7 separate regions of the Mus musculus genome follow, and all the other regions are linked to region 1. The links are chromatin contacts, called in public HiCAR-type, HiChIP or PLAC-seq and promoter capture Hi-C maps. All regions are on one chromosome and are shown on one strand. The core of a region is the stretch at or near the end of the contact, and the rest is flanking DNA. Distances in the headings are between cores, read along the strand shown.

Region 1 (2,700 bases), core at 143-2,642:
CAGAAGTGGGTAGGAAATAGCATTTTATCGTCCTCTCGTCACTCCTTAAACTCTCATAAACTGCGGGACCACAAAATGTGCTGACCCCCTAAATCCTGAGCTCACCATCCAGATGGATGGAAAATGTAAATCAGGCAGCAAACATCCAACCCAGCTGTTAAATCCAGGAAGCAGCAACAATGTGTCCACCTTACACTTGAAAGAGGATTGTTGGGGGGGGGGGGGGCAAAGAGGGGAAGTCACTACCCAGGACTTGCAAGGTCCCACTTAAAGAGAGGCTGACTCTTAAGACAAGGGAAGGTTTGGGGAAGAGACACCCCCCCCCTTAACCCACCCCCTGCGCACGTCCAAACTGTCTCTCTGTACTCCTTTCCCCGCCTGGCACCTTACAATCCACTTACCCTAACATTAGGTTCCCTGTTCTACAGAGCAGAGGATGGCCCGATGGGTGACCAGGATGGCGTGACCAGGATGGGTGACCAGGATGGCGTCCCTGGTTGTTAGGGGATGAATGGGCCAACTATGCTGAGGACATGACTAACTCTTGTGACCACAGAGGTCTCTGCCCGTTCCTGCCCACCTTCTGACCTTGGTACTCATAAGCCCCATTTATTGCTTTGGTGGCCTATACTGAGGTAATCCTGAACCCCTATGTATTAGAGCCCGTGCAGCCTTCAAGCATAGACATCTCTTCAGAGGTCAAATTTTCTCCTCCAAAGAGGAGAAATGGCGGGCAAATTCGTGATGCCTCTGACAAGTCCTCCACAGTGACAAAATCCTATAGACACCCCAGCAAAATAGCAACTCCGTGCATGGCTGCAATTCCATTTTATAAGTCAGAATGTGTCGTGAGGCTGTGGAATCACATTGCTCAAGCCAGTCTGCTCAACTTGGGCTGGAGAACCGGGAGGAAAAAGCCCAGGCCACAAAGAGTCTAGTACTGCTGGTTTATGGTTACTCGGGGACAGGGACGCAGTGCTGAGACTTAAAGGCTGCTGCACATCGATACGGGCGCAGGCCACGCGGGGCGTGAAACGCGTTCCAGCCCTGATCCGACTGCAAGGCAGCTAGCCCGGCTCCACGCGTGTCCTCGACTTTCGTTGCCTCCTCCTCGCTCTCCCCTCGCTCTCCCTGGGACAGGGTGGCCCGCGCTTGTCTGCTTGCAAGGCAATCACCAGAGCGCGCGCGCAGGGGCTGCTGCCTCGGGGTGGGGGCGCAGCCCGAATTTCCTGCCAGCGAGCGCGTGAGGGGCATTCTCAACGCAGCCAGCCCCAGAAAGTAGTGACCGGCCTCCTCGGATTACTCCGGTTTGGCTCCTCCCTTGCTCCCCCTCCTCCACCTCCAGATTTGCATAAAAAAGGCCAAGAAAACTCTGGCTGGGCCCCAGCCTCTGCTCACTCTGCTCCCCCGGGTCGGAGCCCCCCGGAGCTGCGCGCGGGCTTGCAGTGCCTTGCCCGCGCCGACCTCCCGGCGCCCGGCTTCGCGCGTTCGCGCCGCCCGCTGTCCAGAGCCCCCACGAGCAGAGCGAGGGAGTCCCGGACGAGCTCGAGCTCCGGCCGCCTCTCGCTTCCCCCGCTCGGCTCCCTCCGCCCCCCGGGGGTCGCTAGTCCACGATGCCGCGGGGCCCTGCCTCGCTGCTGCTGCTAGTCCTCGCCTCGCACTGCTGCCTGGGCTCGGCGCGTGGGCTCTTCCTCTTCGGCCAGCCCGACTTCTCCTACAAGCGCAGCAACTGCAAGCCCATCCCCGCCAACCTGCAGCTGTGCCACGGCATCGAGTACCAGAACATGCGGCTGCCCAACCTGCTGGGCCACGAGACCATGAAGGAGGTGCTGGAGCAGGCGGGCGCCTGGATTCCGCTGGTCATGAAGCAGTGCCACCCGGACACCAAGAAGTTCCTGTGCTCGCTCTTCGCCCCTGTCTGTCTCGACGACCTAGATGAGACCATCCAGCCGTGTCACTCGCTCTGCGTGCAGGTGAAGGACCGCTGCGCCCCGGTCATGTCCGCCTTCGGCTTCCCCTGGCCAGACATGCTGGAGTGCGACCGTTTCCCGCAGGACAACGACCTCTGCATCCCCCTCGCTAGTAGCGACCACCTCCTGCCGGCCACAGAGGAAGGTAAGCCTTCCCTATTCGATCCACCCACTCCCAAGAAGCCTGAGGTGCTAGGACCTGGGGAGTGGGGTGGGTGGGGTGGGGGACACCCCGCAGCCACCACTCCACATCCTAGTTTGTCCAGGCTGGAGGTCCCAACCTTGGATATGGCAGCTCTCCTTGCCCTAATCTGTTGCCATACGGAGTTAGAGATATCCACCCATGCGCCAAGATTCCTCCTTGGTTCTAACAGTTCCTCTTAGGTAGTTAAGAAAGCCAAACAAAAGTGGCAAGCCTTTTTTTAAGATTCTTGCTCTGCGTCCCCGCTTCTGAAAGCATTTACCATGATTGGGTCCTAGTGATGAGCACCCAGGCTCAGCCTCTCTCTGCACGTTCTTGTCCCACTGGATAAAAACAAACGATACACGTTGATCACCTTTTGAGATTGTTTTTTTGTCCTTCGCCAATGTAGGTTTGGAGATAAAAAAACGAAGACTGTCTGGGAGCGAGTGGAACCCTGACTATTGGTTTTAACTCCCCAGGTGTTTGGGGGAGAGAGGCTAAAGGCAATCAACAGGACTCATCTCTCTGTCACTATCTGCTTTTATC
Region 2 (2,772 bases), core at 186-2,685, 690 kb before region 1:
AGACTTATTTTGCCTTTCTAAATACATTAGTCATGATAATAACGGTCAAAATGAATGCTCACAAAACACTTGCTGTATGCCTGGCATGACCCCCATGAGGTTACATAGATCAGCACATAATACTTAAAACTAAAACCAGTTACATAATTTACATGGCTCAGAGCAAAATGAAAATTCAAGGCCTGCTGTTTACAGATCAGACAGAAGGTGCCATTAGCAGTAGGCACTTCAGCAGAAAGCTTTGCCCCTTTTTTCCTGATACTGTTTTCGTGTGTGTGAGTGTGCTACTTAAAATTTTAAATAAAAATAAATAAATAAATATTAGCATGCATCTTAACATTTATTTTTCCATCATGCAGTGTTCATTTAGATGCAAATATAAGCCCTTCATTCACATGCAAACTCACCACACTTACAATTTGTATTTCATAGCTCATATCTGCCTATGCGTTTTGGTGCTAACTGGAACAGTGGAAAATGCACCAAACTTAATTGTTTCTAGCTGCACCTTTTCAGGACTGCAAGGACCGTCCCTCTGAGCTGCTCTTCCTACCCACGCTGCCGCTGCCTTTCTTTATGGTGCTGTGTCACCAGGGAACATGAAGAATGGAAAGACAACAATGGAGATTCACTCTTCCTTTTTCCTTTTATGTTGTCAGTTTTTCAGCTGAAGCGGTTGATTACGCTGGGATGCAATATTATGTGTGTCTACATGTCTGTGTGTGGGCTTGTGTGAGTGTAGGTGCCAGAGGAAGCCAGAGGTGTGAAGTCCACCAGGACCTGGAGCTACAGATGGGTGCGAGCTGCCTGATAGGAGTCCTCAGGACCAAACTGTTGTCCACTGCAAGAGCAAGATGACCCCCTAACCACTGAGCCGTCCTTCCATTCTCTAGGAAGCAACTTCAACTTTCCATCCTCCCCCAAAACCCGTCAGATCTTTAATAATTGCTTTCAAATGTATGGATGCCTTCCATGTAACAGATTGCCAAGTTTTTAGTTTTTTGGTTTTTTTTTTTTTCTTCCTCTCTCTTGACTTTGTTCTTTCATGTATGTTCTCAGCTCTGTTTGTAGAAATGTCAAGTGCTGAGCAATTCTGGCATGTGCAGTTTGTTGCCAAGTATGAAATTACCCCTTTCAGTTTCGCTGATCGGCGTGTACACAAGTGCTCTGAAGTCTTTGGAAGGGCCGCCAAATGGGAACTGGGGGAGGGGCTTGCCCAAGGTGTCAGGATGAGAAAGCCCTGGGGCTGTATGTGCTCACATTGTGAGTGCTAGGAATCACGTACTGTGCACTTGAAGTCGCCTGAGAGAACGGATCTTCGGATCTTCGCAGTTCTCACCACACACATAGTGACTAGGGGCTGGAGAGATGGCTCAGAGATTAAGAGTATCTGGTTCCTCTTCCACAAGAGCCATATCAGTTTACAAGCGTCTCTAACTCTAATTCCAGGGGATATGTCGTCCTCTTCTGGCTTCTGTGGGTACTGCATGTACATGGTGCACAGGTGAAGGCAGGGAAAACACTCATATATAAAAAACATACACTAGAAGAACATCTCTCAGGTGATGGAAATAGTAATTATATTGATAACTTCACAGTGTATATGGACCAAATCCCATACACGTTCAATGCACACATTTTGTCAATTGCCCGTCAGTACAGCTGTCCTTAGACAAGTGATTAAGCAGTGTGTTTAAGTTCCTTTGCAATTCTGTAATATTAATAAACAAATCTGTTTTGCAAGATATATTGGAACTTGGTTATCTAATGATTTTAATGTACCAAATAGAGATATTTGTAAGAACTGCCTATTTGGGCTTAATTTAGTAAAAATTAGAACTTTAAAATTCTCTTTCTTAGTTGAAGGAATGACAGAAAGCAAACGTTTTACCCGTTTTAAAATCAGAATCTTCTCACTCCAAGCATATAACAACCCAAAACAACTTCTTAATTCTGCTTCATTTTTCTCCAGGATTACTGTGTATGTGCATGTGAGTGTGTGTGTGAGAATGAGTGTGTGTGGTGAGTGTTCATATGTGAGTGTGCGTTTGTGTATATGTTCACGTGTGTGAGTGTGTGTGCATTCGTAAGTTTGTGTGTGAATGTGAGTGTATATTTCTGTGTTAGTGTATGTGTGTGTGTGTGTGTGTGTGTATGTGTGTGTTGTGTCCCAGGCTGAATTCAAGCTTGCTACATAGTCAAAGATGACTTGGAATGTATGATCCTCCTGCCTATCTTCCAAATGCTGGAATTACAAGTGTCCTGTTTTATGAGTCCTTGGGATTGATCTATGCATACTAGGAAAGCACTCCCAGACACACTCTCAGGCCTGTTATGTCATTTTTATTTTACAGATTTATTTTTTATTGTCTGTTTCCCTGACACATTAGTTATTTTTTTTTCTTGTTGCTGTGATCAAACCTCTACCAAGAAGCAACTTAAGGGAGGGAGGATTTGAGCCTGCAGTGTAGAGAGATCCAGATCGTTATGGTAGGAAAGACATGGAGGCAGGGACATGAGGTGGATGACCTCATCACATTCACAAGGGGCAGAGAGAGGTGAAGGTTGCGACTCAACTTCTATTCTCCGCTATATTTAGTCTGGGACCCCAGCCGGAGGCACGGTGCTACCCTCATTCAATGGAGTTCTTTCTCATCCCTTAGCATTTCTGCAAAAGCCTTTATGACATGCCTACAGTTTCAAAAACCCATTTAAATCAACACCCATTTAATATATTCTAGATAGTAGCAGGGTGTGGTGGTTTGAATATGC
Region 3 (2,853 bases), core at 264-2,763, 710 kb after region 1:
TAGGCAGGGTTACCAACGTTAAAGAGGTGGTAAGAAAAGAAGGGCACAGATGGCATCCCATCTCTTTACAGTCACACGTGGTATTAAAGTTGAGGACTCGGAAAAAAAAATAATTCTACCATACTTTCCATAATAGAGATGACTCCACACAATCTCAAAGACACCGAGAGAAATGCAGGTGATGCAAACACCCCGACACATGACATGGTCCCCTGCCTCTCACAGTTGGCAGTTGGCAGCAGAGACAATGGAATCAGCCCCGATTCTGTCTGGGAACCTTCAACTATCCCATCAATCTCCCTAAGACAAACACAGGCAGGCTTGTATTTAACGTCTCCCCTACAGCGAGGAGGCCGTTAAATGCAGAGCTGTCACCAATAGGCTTTCTGATGACAGAACCCATCTTCAAGTCTGCTGAGTGATAACCACCACCGGTCATCAGAGGTGGGGTTACTGTCCCTCCCGCTGGGGATGCTGCTCTGCTGCTCAGCTCAGCATCTTTTAACTCCAATTTCAGTGAGGGATGCTATGATCAAGAACTTAACCTTCAGCGTATGATCAGCCAGCACACAGGGTTAGAATAAGACCATTCCTAAGGGTTCCTGGAAGAGCTGTGTGGCCCCTAGCTCTAACCAGAGCTTTCTCAAAGGAGGGTCTGCACGCTCTGTTCAACAGTAATAAAAAGTGACACAGAGCCAGATGGCTTTCCTCTTGCCTCTTGACATGTGTCACAGATGAGCCTGAGCTGGGAGTGCAGCCCGTCCACCTGAGGAACTGAGGAAGAGGCTAAGCTACATACACAGTATTCTTAGTTGGGAAAAGAGAGAGAGGGCTGGGGGAAGTTCCCGCCTTTCGTTAATACTATTCTCTTCTCTCTACTCACTCCTTAAGGAACATCTCTCCACCTCGACCTGTCTTTTCAAACCCTTTCTTGATCAAGAAATACAGTCAGTTTGCGAGCAGCAGTCTTACCTGGCCCTTCAGCCGGCCTAGAGTACCCACGACGGCAGGTTTAATCTGTCACGTCACATAAACAAACATTCACAGCTGCCTGTTTCTGATAGCACATTTCCAGTCTCTTCTCCCCTAGTTCCCAAACCAGGAAGAATAGGCCCAGGAGAGCCGAAGGATGCTCTCGGAGAGACAGAAGCTCCAGGAAGACAACGGGGACTAAAGAGGGTGCTCGCAGGGTGTCCAACTCAAAGTAGAATTTCTTTAAACACTAGCTCCAGGTCTTTATGAAACTCGCCCGGAACAGGGGAGGGAGGGAGCACCCAGAAAGATTTCTTTCCAGTCAGGATGGACGAAGTCCCAAGTCTTGCCCACTACCTCTTTCGGTCTCTAGCCCCTCGCTTTGGCGAATCCACTCACCAAAAGGCCCTTGGCTCCGCCGGCTCCCGAGGCGCTTAGCCCAAGCCCCCCGAGGCTACCAGCGTCCCGCAGCTGCGCAGCCCAGGATCCCGGGACAGCAGACGAGCTTCGAATGGGCGGTCCCCGCACTAGCTCAGAGGCCGCCTTATCTGGGCCGGGAAGGCGCGCGTCCGCGGCGAAGAGACGCCCACACGCGCCACGCAGGATCCCTAGCAGGGACAGTAGGGACAACCCTCCCGGGAAAGGATGGACTCTCAGCTTCCATGAGTGCCCCGCACTCTCCAGTCTCGGACCATCTCAGAGGCCATGGAGGCCAGCCGCGAAACCCCTGGGGCTTCTTCTGTGCCTATCCGACCGGGGGTGGCTCGTCCTGTCCAAGCTTCCCCGCCCAAACCGGGGTCCCAGCTCTCTATGGAGCTCGTGGTTCACGGAACAGTGGCCGCCAGCCGCTTGGACCACCGCTGCGGCGATACCGTGTAGTCCCCAGCGTGGGCTCCTGGGAGAAGGGCTCTCGGCCGCACTGCGGTTTTGCACCGAGAGAGGGGGAATGAACCCGCGACAGAAACGCAAAAAGGAGTCTCTGGGGCTGGGGAACCGTCACGCTCGGGGACCATGGGTGACTGCCAACCCGCCACTCCACAAGCGCCGACGCCACTTCGGAGGTGAACTTCCAGGGAGGTGTGCAGTCATTGGAAGTCTACCCCCACATCACTATAGCAGGAGCGAGTCCTCGCTAAAAGGGACTTCTGTGACCTGCGCGACCCGCATAAGTGCCACGAAAGCTAATCAAACCTCCGAGGTCCCACCCGCGGACAGCGCTACACCGAGCTCAGGGTCCGATGCCGAGCCAGTCGGGCGCATATGCGCCTCGGGGCACAGGGCCTGCGCTCCAGGATCAGGTCCCCGGAATCCGGAACAGAGCTCGCGCTTCACCGCATCCTCCCCGCGCCGCTGCTCAGCCCAGCATCCCGAACCCAGCCTGGCAGCCCGGGCCCTAGCTCCCGTCGTCCCGCACTCACCGCGCCCCCGCTCCCGGCGCCCGCGCAGCCTCCGCCCGCTGTCCCGGCGCCGCCGTCTCTCCGCAGGACTGCAGGCCGGGGACGGTGAGGGGGCAGGGCGGTGCGGAGGGGCGGGGCCGCTGCAGGTAACAATGCTGCCTACCCGGCTGCTCCTCCAGCCGGCCGCAAAGGACAGCACGCCCTTTCCTGCTCTGCTGCTTCCCTCGCTCCCCCTTCAACCCGAACAGCACCGCCACTGAGCTCGCCCTCGCCAGCTCCGGGCTCCCGAGACTCGAAAGCCGCCGCCCAGCACGCTGCTCCTGGCACCTGAAGACCAGCTCGGGGCTGGGCGGGCAACCACAGAGGACGATGGAAATTGCTGCAGGGAAAAGATGAGCCTTGGTGTCCTAATGGAGCGAAGTGGGAGGCGCCACGGTCGCTACTGAGCAGGTCACCGCCTTCCACAAAAGGAACCTCTGCGGCA
Region 4 (2,700 bases), core at 153-2,652, 890 kb before region 1:
ATTTGAACACAGAAATCACATTTCCCCTTATCTTTTTACCTTACCAACCAACAGATATTAAAGTTAACAGCATTAAAAATTTTTAATTTACACAAATTACTTATTTGCAATCCTTTCTTAACTTCTGGTACCTCTTAAGTTTTCCACCAATGAAAACAATACCACTGAACGCTTAAAGCGTAACTTCACCCATACACAGTTGAATATATATTCTTGGTTTTAATATTTCTTACTTTATAAGGATGTTTGCACCTTACATGAGCTGTTTTATAATTTTGGCATTAATATTTTAAAGTCCAAGACTCTTATATGAAAATTAGCACTTAAAACATGGCCACACGCAGGAAATAAGGCATTAGTTGGTTATTTGGCAAATACAGTGCTAACAAGATCCGAATGTCCTCAGTGGCACAGTTAGTGATTGAGACAATATTTTAAACAGGTATACTTAAAAACAAATCTACCTATCACAGCGCTAAGGTTGATTCTTATGACTACAAAGGAAGTTTCTGAAGCATCTCATTGCCCTAATCCCTTGAAATGAAAACTGCTAGTTATTTAAATTAGCCTATTTCCACATGCATATTCATAAATGATGGGCTGTTACCACCTTGATGCTACCTATAGTGCTTCCTGGTTTTAACCTAATTCTAGAAGGCTAAATGAGGTGCTTTTTCTGAGTCCCCTGGGGTCCCCTTCTCATAAATTCACCAGGAAGCCAGTCCACCAGCATCCACCGGGCCCCTGGACCGGCTCCGTGGTCCTCCCTCACCCCAGGCTGCACTAAGAGTGTTATCCGGCCCGTCGGGCAGTTGGCTCCCGACAACCACTCACGCAGATCCCCTAGGCAGCCCGGCCGCTTCCCAGTCGGGGCGGCGGAAAGTTCGAGGCCCGGCCCCCGCTAGGAACTCTGGGCGGCGCGGCGAGCGGACACAACGGCGACGGGAGGCCAGCGAGGTCGGGAAGCAGCGGCCAGGACCCCGAGGTCCCGGAGCTTCTGCCGACTGGGCAGCCGCGCAGGGAGCCCGAGACCCGAGAGCCGCTGTCGACGGGGCGGCCGCGCAGGGAGCCCGAGACCCCGGAGCCGCTGTCGACGGGGCGGCCGCGCAGGCCAGCCCGCGGACACCGCCCGACGGTGGCGCCCCGGACCCCGCACGAGGGCACCCCCGACTGCGGCCGTTGGCAGCGGTTTGCCGGTCACCCCCGCAGCTCCCATTCCCGCCTCACCCCGTCGGGTCTTCAGAGGCCAGACCTAAAAATCCCTGGACCAACGAGCACAAACCGCCGCCAGAGCTTCGGATCGGCGCTGCGGGCGGAAGCGGTGGTCAGAGGAGTCGCCGCGGGGCCGGACGGGGCAGGGCGTGGCCAGTGGCGCTCGTGCTGTCCTCGCGCCTCGGGGCCACGGGCTCTTCGCCTCAGCCTAGCGTGCCTCACGTGGAGTGGCCCCACCTCGACCAATCAGCGGCCGCCGGTGGGGGCGAGGAGGCGGGACTGAGGCTTGAGGCCGGAGGAGGCACTTGCGACAGGCGAAAGGGACTTGGAGTGGCACGCTCGCTGGCCAATCAGGAGGAGAAAAGCCAGTCTGGGCGAGTGAAGTTTGGCGCGTGGAAGACTTGAAGGCGTTACTAAACAAAAGTTACAAAGTGAACTTGCAGTGCTTCCCTTAAGGGAGATGTAGGTAGGTTGAGAAAGTTCTTTGTCTGGCTGGATGAAGTTTGCAAATCTTGATTGAACGCCTTGTTGGGTGCAAAACAGTCATGGGGACTTTTGTAAATGAGGATGGGAGGGGTGGCCCCTTAATTTCTGATTCCCCTTAAAACAGATATGATGAGACTGGGATCGTAAATAACGTTAACAGAGTTTTAGCCCTTTTATGTTTCTACGTGCCAAAAGCAGTTCCAGGGCATCTTCGTCCGTTCTCACAGGGTTTTTAAAACTAAGTTATAGCATGTTTTACAGACAGGGAAACCGACTCAAGAGAGCTGTGGGCGTTTACACAACGTGTGCATCAAGCGGCTTGTGATATGTTACTATCCCAAAAGGTGCCCCCCAAGGAGAACGCTATGCACAATACCTGGGAGGCGTTGGTAACTCGGAAAGCAGTTATTCCTAAACTCTGCTCTGCACAGTATTTTCCAAACAAGTTGAAAGCCTGAGCCACATCTAATACACTAGTTTGGCTTTGTTTTTAAAGATTTTTTTAACCTCAAAAACTACAAGAGGAAGGTTTGTTAAACATTGTTCGTTTGTTTTGTTTTGTCCAGGAAAGAAAGGTTCTTCACATTCATTTTCATGTCTGAATTTTACAGACTTGATTTTACAGACTAGCTGATTTTAAGCGTCGTTGTAGGAGCCTGTAGAAGCCAGTAGGTGGCGATATTTTATTGTGAGGTGTGAATGAGGTCTTGGAGGTAGCCTGGAGGACTACTTAACATTTCCAGTGTGTTCTCTTTTCACACCCCATCCCCAGTATAAAGGAAACCAAGTGAACAAGAGTTTCATAAAGGTCATTAGAGTGAGGCCTTAGAAACTTGCTTTAGAAAGACAATGTTAAAGACTCAAGTTACAGGGTACATCCTCTCCCTCAAAGTCTTAAAGAAACTGAGCAAATTTTATTAGCAGATGTATTTTTCATTGACTGCTATAAAAGATTTATGCCTTCTGCAACCAAAACATAAAGGAATAGCCTTTATTTCTTAA
Region 5 (2,880 bases), core at 232-2,731, 710 kb before region 1:
GCCTCTGCCTCCTCAGTACTGGGATTAAAGGCGTGCGCCAACACCTCTGAACTGGGACTCCTAACCAGCCAAAGATCCTGGATCCCTTCAAATACAAGAAAATAGGAGGGAGGCCATAGCAAACAGAAAAACCCAGGTTCCTATATGAACAGGAGATCTGTGTATGATATGTGTGATTTATGGGTCTCATGACTAGATAATAGGATCACCCAAGCTATTCATTTAAGAAGGAAATTTTCACACGGGTGGCTTAATTCAAGAGCTGTAAGAAGAGTAAAACCTAGTGTGGTTTACCTCAGTAGACTGCCCTTATGAGCCTTGCATAAGCTGTGTTCAGGATGACTAAGGTATCTCACAAGTTTAATGAGAGTTGTCTAGTAGTTATATTAACATAGATACATTAAGGTCTTTCTTACATTTCCTTAGTGTTTTGTGATTTAAAATGTTCTTTTCTATGGCTATTACTATTTCCTTGCAACGTGCACAAACATTAGCCACTTTTACAGAAAATAAGATCCTTTGGCTAAACTCACATTCACATTTAGAAATGACTACTTGCGGGCTACAAAGATGGCGCTGACGTTAAGGCTCAAAACTAAAAAGACTAGAAATGTCCATTTTCAGGTTAAAAACACGACCTTCATGTTTTTAATGAATTAAAATATAAATCGAGCGAGAGCATTGCTGTATCGGCGCTACGTTTCATCCTTCTCAAAGTATTCGCAGTATTCTGAGGACGGTATCCGTGAACTTAACCACAGTTCAGGAAGACGCACAATCTGTGAAAACGCCTTAAGATCGCAAATAGCAACTACATCAATACAGAAAACATTTGAAAACGATCGATCATATAAGCCACAGATTTATTTTTAACCTGGGTAAATCACAAAACCTCAACACTTTAGCGTCAAGCCAAATAAAATAAAACCAACTTAAGTTCTCAACCTTTTTTTTTTTTTTTTTTTAATTGCTTGTTTAAGCTGGACAGTGGTGGCGGCGCACGCCTTTAATCTCTGCACTTGGGAGGCAGAAGCAGGAGGATTTCTGAGTTCGAGGCCAGCCTGGTCTACAGAGTGAGTTCCAGGACAGCCAGGGCTACATAGAGAAACCCTGTCTCGAAAAAAAGAAAAGAAACGAAAAAGTTGCTTGCTTAAAACCTCCAAGTAAGGAGCACCAAGCTTCTGGAAGCAGGTACCGCCCCTAAACGTTAAGGCTGGCGCGCTCCCTTAGCTCCGGCTGAAATCTCCGCCCTCAGGCAGGAGACTCCGCCCAGCTCCGCCGAGACCCGCCCTTCTGCCTGGAGACATCGTTCGTCCCCGCCCAAACCCCGCCCCAGTCCCGCCCAGCGGCTGCCGAAGTCCCGCTCTCCTCCAAGAGGCTCCGCGCAACTCCGCCTAGCTTCCGCCCTCCACCGCTAGACTCCGCCCCTCGACCCCTGCGCGGCGGGTTGCCAATACGCATGTGCGGTTAGCGTCACGTCCGGCGACGGGCCCCAATCTCCGGAAAGAGCTGCCGAATAGTGGCGGCGTTTTCTGCGGCGATTATTTGAGTTCCTTCGCTGCTGGAGGGGTAGACTAAACGGCGGCGACATGGTGGAGGTAAAGTGATGCTTGGGTACTTGGGAGTCGTTTGTCCCTGGAGCTTTGCTTTGCCCACGGAAGTGTAGGATGAAAGTGGTGGGAATCTGGGGAAAGGAACTGTAGTCAAAGCTGGTGGTCTCGGCACGTCGGGGTGGGAGGAAGGCCGATGACATCCCAAGTCCGAGCTTCAGTCGGCGGGAAGCCTGAGGGAATCCTGCAGTCCGTGTGTTGTCGTAGGTACCTGGCCGTCTCCTGGGAGGCGGGGCTTCTGATGTTCCCACCGTGGCTGGGATGCTAGTCCGTGCTGTCTTGTCAGTTCCACTGTTATTTCATCTCTACCGCAGTAGAGGCGTGCGGTTCTTGATTTTGTTTGTTTGTTTGTTCTTGCGTATCCCAAACGTTTCTTACTCCCACCCACTGCGTTCCAGGTCCACTGCAGTCCTCCGAGTCTAGCCTAACATCTTTTGCCCGGACTCATTCAATAACTTCCAGCTGGTCTAAGTGCTTAGGATTAACGAACACATTGCAGGAGTGTAGTTCAGTGCTGCTTTCTGTTCCAGTGTTATAGAGTAAAAATGTTGGTGGTGGCAGAGGTCTAAACCTCACCGACCCTGGAAACCCACACTTCCGCAGCATTCACAACTGCTGCGGTTCTGAGTTATCTGGACACCTTTGCAGTGGGATTTCCCACACTTTCACTGCTTGTACCTCTATTCCGTGTAAGGCTGTCTCCCTCTCTGCTTATCACCTGAGAGAAACCTTTCTTGATTATATCTACCAATTCTCCCCCCACCAACTCATCCCATTGCCTATTTTCATAGAACCCTCCAAAAATGTGGAATTATTTTGCTTATTTTTGTCTGTTGCCTCTTGAGTACACTGCATGCCGCATACAGTACTAGCTCGGTAAATATCTACTGAACACATTGTAGGCATTACTCAGTTACTTTTCTAAGAGCTCTGGCCAGACAGGAGCTTTCTCATCTTCGTTGTTGATTGCTGTAGTTTGTTACAGTTATTGAGGAGTGTATATCCTTCTCCATATTTAGCGTGGAAATTGCATAATGACTCTCATGTCGATTAGGGTGTATGGGTCTCTTGTTAGATGTGTGATTTTTGGCTGTCTCTTTACAGGAGGTACAGAAGCATTCTGTACACACACTGGTGTTCAGGTCATTGAAGAGGACCCATGACATGTTTGTGGCTGATAATGGAAAACCCGTGCCTTTGGATGAAGAGAGGTAAGCTTTATTCCTTTTCAGTTGCTAAAGTATTTAATATTAACAGAAGGGTGCAGAGA
Region 6 (2,700 bases), core at 18-2,517, 640 kb before region 1:
TATTTTTTCAGGGGTACAGGTTGGTGTGGCTGCTAATTAGCAATGGCATGCATAGGCCACTCAATATAAGAAGGCGTTTCACTGGGGTTTCTGGGGAACTGTATGCTGGCCTTTTGGTCTCCCCCTAGCACAGAACAGTATCTAGGAAATTAATTCTTCCTTCTGGCTGAAATGCAAAATTGCAGAAACCTTTTGCTACATATGGCTGGCCGCTCTCAAGAGAGCAGACTCCTCTGGTGGAGCATACTTTATTAGAGGCCATTTGTCAGTTTCCATCTATAGCTGTGGATAGCAGGAGAGAAGCCCGAGACTACACAGGCTGAGGTGAATTGTCTTTGGATTCAACCCTAAGCTACTTTGGAAGAGCTATCAGATCCCTGCAAGGTTCTTCTCATAGGGCTGGAGGTAAAGCCGTGTGCTGGGGCTTATGCCACAAGGTCAATCCGCACATAAATCATCATCATAAAATATGCTGGCAGGTATGATGGCGCTGGATGCCTAAAAAGGTCCGCAAGCTCCATCCATTGTTGTCATCACAGGTGGCAGAGGGGAGTGACAAGACACTAGCACGCTGCTAAATAGTAGCTCGGCATAATAAAGCGTGCCATGTGTGTCACAGATTTTTTCGGGATTTCTGGAAGTTTTCTTTCTCCTTTCTTCTTCTTCTTTTTTTTTTCTCCAAGTTCCGCCTTCCCTGCTTTACAGTCAAACTGGCCCCAGCTGTGCATCTCCTTTTGACTCCATCTGTCCTTCCGCTGAGGAGGTGGGGTTCTCTCGCCAAATAGAGAGCACAAGTTTGTCTCCTTAAAGTGACCATATAACCCCCACCTTACATGGAGCCATGGGCAGGCTCGCTGCAGGGGCTGTTCTGAGGATGGAGAGAGCGAGCTTAGGGGCAAGCTACTGGCCTCTTCCCTAACCCAGTACACTTTGCACGCAAAGCCAAGCCAGACAACCCCATCAGCGTCACTGTCTGGGGCTGCGTGTCCATCCGGCTAGCCGTTTTTTAGTCCTTCTACAGAACCGAGGCTCGCAGGTTGGAATTCATCCCGGTGCGAGCCGCATCACGCACGGGGAGGGGACTAAGGAGTAGGAGGCCCAGTCAGAGGGGGCTCCACGGAGTCCCCAGCGCCGGGAGACGCGGGAGGTGGAGTGGGGTGGGTGGGGGAGCGGCCGCCCCTGTAGCAGTCTGCTGCCCGAGCGGCCCCTCCCACCGTTCCTCCCGCCCCGCGCCCCCTCGGCCTCCCCGCCCTTTCTCCACCCCCTTCCCGGCCGGATCCCCTTCCTCTCCGTGTGCGCGCTTTAAATAATTTCCTCCTTTTTGGCAAAAGAAATAATGCACCTGACTTTACCAGGGGGAAACAGCCAGCCGAGCAGAACAAGGAACAGATGTAAAAGGAATAGAAGAAGAGAGAAAAAGCGATGGGACTCCCTTAAAGACATCCAGAGGCTGGAGAGGTGGCCGCGGAGGCAGAGGCAGCTAGAGCCGCCCCCGCCTGCGTGAGCTGCGGCCAGAGGACGTCTGCACCAGTTGCAGATGCCACCTTGGGAACTCCCGGGTCTTTTCGTTTGTTTGCCAAAGTCTTTTCTTCCCTGGCTTAATACTGAAGAGGCTCCTGGGTTGCTCTGAGATCCCAATACAAGCTGGCAGCTAGCCGGAGCCTTCTTCCTAAAGAGCTGGAGGAGAAATGAGCCCTGCTGGGCGAAGGATGGGTGAAGGGCGTCAGCCGGCTGGGTCACCCCGTGGGCGGCCCCGCGGCGCCGGGGCGCAGAGCTCCCTGCTCCGGCTTTTCGTCCACGCCTGGCTGTGGGCAGCCTCGGGCTCATCTGCCCAGGTGTTCAACCTCAGCCTCTCGGTGGACGAGGGGCTGCCCCCAGACACACTGGTGGGTGACATTCGCGCGGGGTTGCCAGCAGCTCAGCAACAGGATGGGAATGGCTTTTTTCTTTCGGAGGACTCGGATGACTCCCCGCTGCTGGACGACTTCCACGTGCACCCGGACACTGGTATCATCCGCACCGCTCGGCGTCTGGACCGCGAGCGACAGGACCACTATAGCTTCGTGGCCGCCACGCTGTTGGGAGAGGTGGTACAGGTGGAGATCCGCGTCAACGACGTGAACGACCATTCCCCTCGCTTTCCCCGCGACTCCCTGCAGCTGGACGTGTCCGAACTCAGCCCGCCCGGGACAGCGTTCCGCCTGCCAGGAGCCCAGGACCCGGACGCGGGACTGTTCAGCATCCAGGGCTACACTTTGCTGCAAGCTTCTGACATGCCCCAGGATCCCACAGGACCCTTCTTCCAATTGCGCTATGGGACGCCGGGGTTACCGGCGTCGCCTTCCCTGCCGGTGTCCTCATCACCGCTGGAACCCTTAGACTTGGTGCTGCTGCGGCGCTTGGACCGAGAGGCGGCGGCAGCGCACGAGCTGCACATTGAAGCTTGGGACGGTGGCAGCCCTCGGCGCACCGGCCTCCTGCACGTGCAGCTGCGTGTGTTGGATGAGAACGACAACCCGCCAGTTTTCGAGCAGGGCGAGTACCGCGCCACAGTACGTGAGGACGCCCAGCCGGGCTCTGAGGTTTGTCGCGTGCGTGCTACTGATCGCGACTTGGGCCCCAATGGCTTGGTACGCTACAGTATCCGGGAGCGGCAAGTGCCCGTGGCGAGCGCAGGTGGTGGGCCACTGGGCGATCCGG
Region 7 (2,813 bases), core at 141-2,640, 860 kb before region 1:
TTTTAATCTTTGGGGAACTTAAAATCCAACCTACCTTTGGTACTAAAGGCTAGGAGATGCTTAACAGTGAAGGAGAACAGGATATGGGGATTAAAATCACTTAAGAAGAAGTTACACACTAAGGAAAAAATCTCTCCGAGTCAAACTAGAAATAAAAGGTGTCTACCAGGAATGTCTTCTAGCAGGAATTTTGAGCCTATTTAAGTAAAGGGAATTCACTCTGTGCATCTAGGAGAAGAGAAAACTGGACACCTTCTTGCCAATTACCCTTCGTGGGAAAAGTTCCAAGTCCTTCAGTCTCTTGCCCCTGATCATTTGAACTACCTTGTGTGTGCAGACCAAGATGACTAGTACAGCAGTAACAAGCAGCACTTTGGAATCTCTGGAAGCAGCCTGTGTGGCCACACCCTTTTATTGCACATTTTGAAATAGCCTTTCTGCGAGGCAAACTGCCCTTTGTTTACCAGATCTCCCCTAGAAACACCAGAGCTTTCCTTACTTAATCTACAACTCCTAAGAATGGTATGGTGGAGGAGATGTCCAAAAAGCTCCCGGATCCCGACCCCAGCTCCTGCAAGTCTCCTCCTACCTTCTCAGCCTGTGGACTGATCCGAGAGCCATATCTGCAGTAAGTCACAAAGTGTTCGCAGTTGTTCCACAGTAGGCTGTATGGAGTCAGTCCCAACTGCTGCTCAGCTCTGCGTGCCACCTCCTCATTGAGTAAGGACTTCTTCTTGAGAGTCCCGTCTAGGTGATTGACTAGGATGTCTGCTCCGTAGGCAAAGTCCTCTACTGTGTCCACACGGATGCTAGCCACCTTGCAAATGACTCCCAGGAGGAGACGCTTGTTGGAGACCACCTTCTGAGTGCGTTCCTTGTCATTGGTCAGGGCCAACAGGATGTCAGGCATTAGATGGGCGACACGGTTTTCCCCCAGGTAGATCCCATAGTGGATAAAATGGGTCCGTGACACCTCCAACACGTCGCCCCGGACGAAAGAGCTGATTTCATAGGGACGGTTCTTCCCTGTGCCTCCTCCCGGGACGCTCACGCTAAAGAGCTTGAAGTTGGAAATAAGGAGCAGTTTCTCCAGGAGGAGGGACGCAGCTTCCAGCATTGGGTTCTTCATCCTAAGGCAACCAACCACTGGCTGCAACTGTTCTGTACGAGGTGAGCTCTCCGGATCGCCGCGCTGCAGCGCTGCTCACCTGCGGAGCACCGCTGCGGCTGCCCAGAGCCAGGAGAGCAAGAGATCAGAGGAGAAGCCAAAGTGCTTGGCTCAGCCACCCAGTGCAGGGGGTCAAAGAAAGGAAGTAGTGTCGGTCGGCTGTGGGAACAGTGGCACCCGCGCTTGAGGAGCTGAAGAGGTAGTGTGCCTGGGGGCGGTGCTCTGGGTGCGCTCTTCGCTGTGGCTCTTATAGAGGTGCAGAGGGCGGGCCGAATGCGGTCACAGGCCGGAGAACACGGATTGGGCACGGGCGTTCTGCACCCTGACTTCTCCTCGAGCGCTCTGCTTCACTAGGGAGACCTTTAAACAGCCAGCGTAGGAGAGATGCCAGAGGCGTGGCCGCGCGAAAGATCCTGCACCTGCCAGGAATGGAGCACCTTTCTTGGCGGTGAGAAGCGCCTTCTGTAAAATTTCGGTATGGGACCCGCTCTAACCGATAATAATACCGTGGCCCTCAGCTTACTAAAGAATTTGCTTTGATTCGCCAAAGTGCCGGCTCCGCGAATTCCTGCAGATCCTACTTAAACTGATCTTTGTCGTTTTAAACACGCAAGCATCCATGAGCTCTCAGGTGGCACGCGGAGAAGTGGAATGGCTCTCTGTTCGTCCAGTGCCCCAGCGCGGAGGATCGGAACCCAACAGTCTGGACGCTCCAAGGCTCCAGTGCCTGTTGAGCGCGCGCCTTCCAACGGTCATCAAAAAAACCCCAACGCCCTCCAGCAAAGCAGGAGTCAAGCCAAGTTTCTTTGATGTCAGGTCCCAGCTTCGCTTCACACAACGACTGGTAGCTTTTGGTAAAGAGCTCCCTGCCGTCCAGGGAGACTTAAGGAAAGAGAACGTTATGGTTCTGCAAGGCGGTGCACGCTTGCAGCAGAACCCAGGCACAGTCGAAGGGGGTGGGGGAGCTGCCTAAGGAGGCTGCTGGGGCTCTGCAGGGCTGGGCTTTGGGTGCTCAGACCCGCCTGAATTTCTGTGCTAATTCATTATGTAAATGAGTAAATTCCCCCAGACAAAGGCCACAAGCGCCACAAAACTAAGAAAGCTTAAGCTCCAGGCTATCTTTTCTCTCTCTCTCTCTCTCTCTCTCTCTCTCTCTCTCTCTCTCTCTCTCTCTCTCTCTCTCTCTCCTATCTCTTCTCTCTCTCTCTCTCTCTCTCTCTCTCTCTCTCTCTCTCTCTCTCTCTCTCCTATCTCTTCTCTCTCTCTCTCCCCTATCTCTTTTCTCTCTCTCTCTCTCCTATCTCTTTTCTCTCTCTCTCTCTCCTATCTCTTCTCTCTCTCCCCTATCTCTTTTCTCTCTCTCTCTCTCTCCTATCTCTTTTCTCTCTCTCTCTCTCTCTCTCTCTCTCTCTCTCTCTCTCTCTCTCTCTCTCCCTCTCTCTCCCTCTCCTCTCTCTCTCTCTCTCCTCTCCTCTCTCTTTGAGACAGGGTTTCTCTGCAGTCCTGGCTGTCCTGGAACTCACTCTGTAGACCAGGCTGGCCTCGAACTCAGAAATCCACCTGCCTCTGCCTCCCAAGTGCTGGGATTACAGGCATGCATCACCACTGCCCGGCTGAGATCTCTGCCATGATGGAACCTAGACCA

Evidence for each region. Promoter capture Hi-C pulls out the DNA fragments that hold promoters and counts their contacts. HiCAR-type assays count read pairs that join an accessible place to other places. HiChIP or PLAC-seq counts read pairs in DNA pulled down with a chosen protein or histone mark.
Region 2: a contact with region 1 is called in an H3K4me3 HiChIP or PLAC-seq map of craniofacial prominence, with 8 times the contacts expected there. The contact joins the enhancer-like site here to the promoter of Sfrp2 in region 1. A contact is called at or near these places in 2 of 39 promoter capture datasets (cranial neural crest and frontonasal cranial neural crest), 2 of 484 Hi-C or Micro-C datasets (cortical neurons and palatal mesenchyme) and 7 of 115 datasets of contacts at active chromatin or transcription factors (astrocytes, craniofacial prominence, embryonic forebrain and 4 more).
Region 3: a promoter capture Hi-C map of embryonic stem cells shows a contact between it and region 1. The contact joins the promoter of Fhdc1 here to the promoter of Sfrp2 in region 1. A contact is called at or near these places in 6 of 39 promoter capture datasets (the C10 cell line, embryonic stem cells, pre-B cells and 1 more).
Region 4: a contact with region 1 is called in a HiCAR-type map of astrocytes, with 3 times the contacts expected there. The contact joins the promoter of Rbm46 here to the promoter of Sfrp2 in region 1. A contact is called at or near these places in 1 of 39 promoter capture datasets (hippocampal neurons), 1 of 115 datasets of contacts at active chromatin or transcription factors (astrocytes) and 1 of 9 other capture datasets (embryonic stem cells).
Region 5: a contact with region 1 is called in a HiCAR-type map of astrocytes, with 3 times the contacts expected there. The contact joins the promoter of Plrg1 here to the promoter of Sfrp2 in region 1. A contact is called at or near these places in 13 of 39 promoter capture datasets (the 3T3-L1 cell line, 3T3-L1-derived adipocytes, cranial neural crest and 7 more), 3 of 484 Hi-C or Micro-C datasets (embryonic stem cells and nephron progenitors), 6 of 115 datasets of contacts at active chromatin or transcription factors (astrocytes, embryonic limb bud, embryonic stem cells and 2 more) and 2 of 9 other capture datasets (embryonic stem cells and liver).
Region 6: a contact with region 1 is called in a promoter capture Hi-C map of embryonic stem cells, with 3 times the contacts expected there. The contact joins the promoter of Dchs2 here to the promoter of Sfrp2 in region 1. A contact is called at or near these places in 10 of 39 promoter capture datasets (cranial neural crest, embryonic stem cells, frontonasal cranial neural crest and 4 more), 1 of 15 datasets of contacts at CTCF or cohesin (the NIH/3T3 cell line), 18 of 484 Hi-C or Micro-C datasets (the C2C12 cell line, cerebellum, cerebral cortex and 7 more), 13 of 115 datasets of contacts at active chromatin or transcription factors (craniofacial prominence, embryonic basal ganglia, embryonic fibroblasts and 8 more) and 1 of 9 other capture datasets (embryonic stem cells).
Region 7: a contact with region 1 is called in a promoter capture Hi-C map of embryonic stem cells, with 3 times the contacts expected there. The contact joins the promoter of Lrat here to the promoter of Sfrp2 in region 1. A contact is called at or near these places in 4 of 39 promoter capture datasets (cranial neural crest, embryonic stem cells, hippocampal neurons and 1 more) and 1 of 9 other capture datasets (embryonic stem cells).

Annotation. Positions count from the first base shown.
Region 1 is chr3:83,764,929-83,767,628 of GRCm38.p6, forward strand. Sfrp2 (secreted frizzled-related protein 2) reads left to right here and starts at 1,393. Exons shown (of 3, transcript NM_009144.2): 1 at 1,393-2,115. The coding sequence starts at 1,614.
Region 2 is chr3:83,079,511-83,082,282 of GRCm38.p6, forward strand. No RefSeq gene overlaps it. Among named protein-coding and RNA genes, the nearest start is that of Plrg1, 25 kb to the left of the region's middle. Within about 2 kb of position 1,436, at least 53 of the 459 cell types and tissues checked have an H3K27ac peak or open chromatin away from gene starts, as enhancers often do. A contact at or near this core is called in craniofacial prominence, where this site is marked.
Region 3 is chr3:84,477,978-84,480,830 of GRCm38.p6, forward strand. Fhdc1 (FH2 domain containing 1) reads right to left here and starts at 1,514. Exons shown (of 12, transcript NM_001205355.1): 1 at 1,372-1,514.
Region 4 is chr3:82,875,081-82,877,780 of GRCm38.p6, forward strand. Rbm46 (RNA binding motif protein 46) reads right to left here and starts at 1,403. Exons shown (of 6, transcript NM_001277170.1): 1 at 1,228-1,403. It overlaps Rbm46os (RNA binding motif protein 46, opposite strand), which reads left to right and starts at 1,625. Exons shown (of 4, transcript NR_040382.1): 1 at 1,625-1,678.
Region 5 is chr3:83,054,057-83,056,936 of GRCm38.p6, forward strand. It overlaps Plrg1 (pleiotropic regulator 1), which reads left to right and starts at 1,482. Exons shown (of 15, transcript NM_016784.3): 1 at 1,482-1,598; 2 at 2,715-2,821. The coding sequence starts at 1,590.
Region 6 is chr3:83,126,260-83,128,959 of GRCm38.p6, forward strand. Dchs2 (dachsous cadherin related 2) reads left to right here and starts at 1,268. Exons shown (of 20, transcript NM_001357165.2): 1 at 1,268-2,700. The coding sequence starts at 1,689. It overlaps Gm10710 (predicted gene 10710), which reads right to left. Exons shown (of 1, transcript NM_001358023.1): 1 at 1-2,700. The coding sequence starts at 1,827. The coding sequence ends at 1,303.
Region 7 is chr3:82,902,584-82,905,396 of GRCm38.p6, forward strand. It overlaps Lrat (lecithin-retinol acyltransferase (phosphatidylcholine-retinol-O-acyltransferase)), which reads right to left and starts at 1,391. Exons shown (of 2, transcript NM_023624.4): 1 at 590-1,391. The coding sequence starts at 1,129. All of the region lies in intron 2 of Rbm46os (RNA binding motif protein 46, opposite strand), which reads left to right.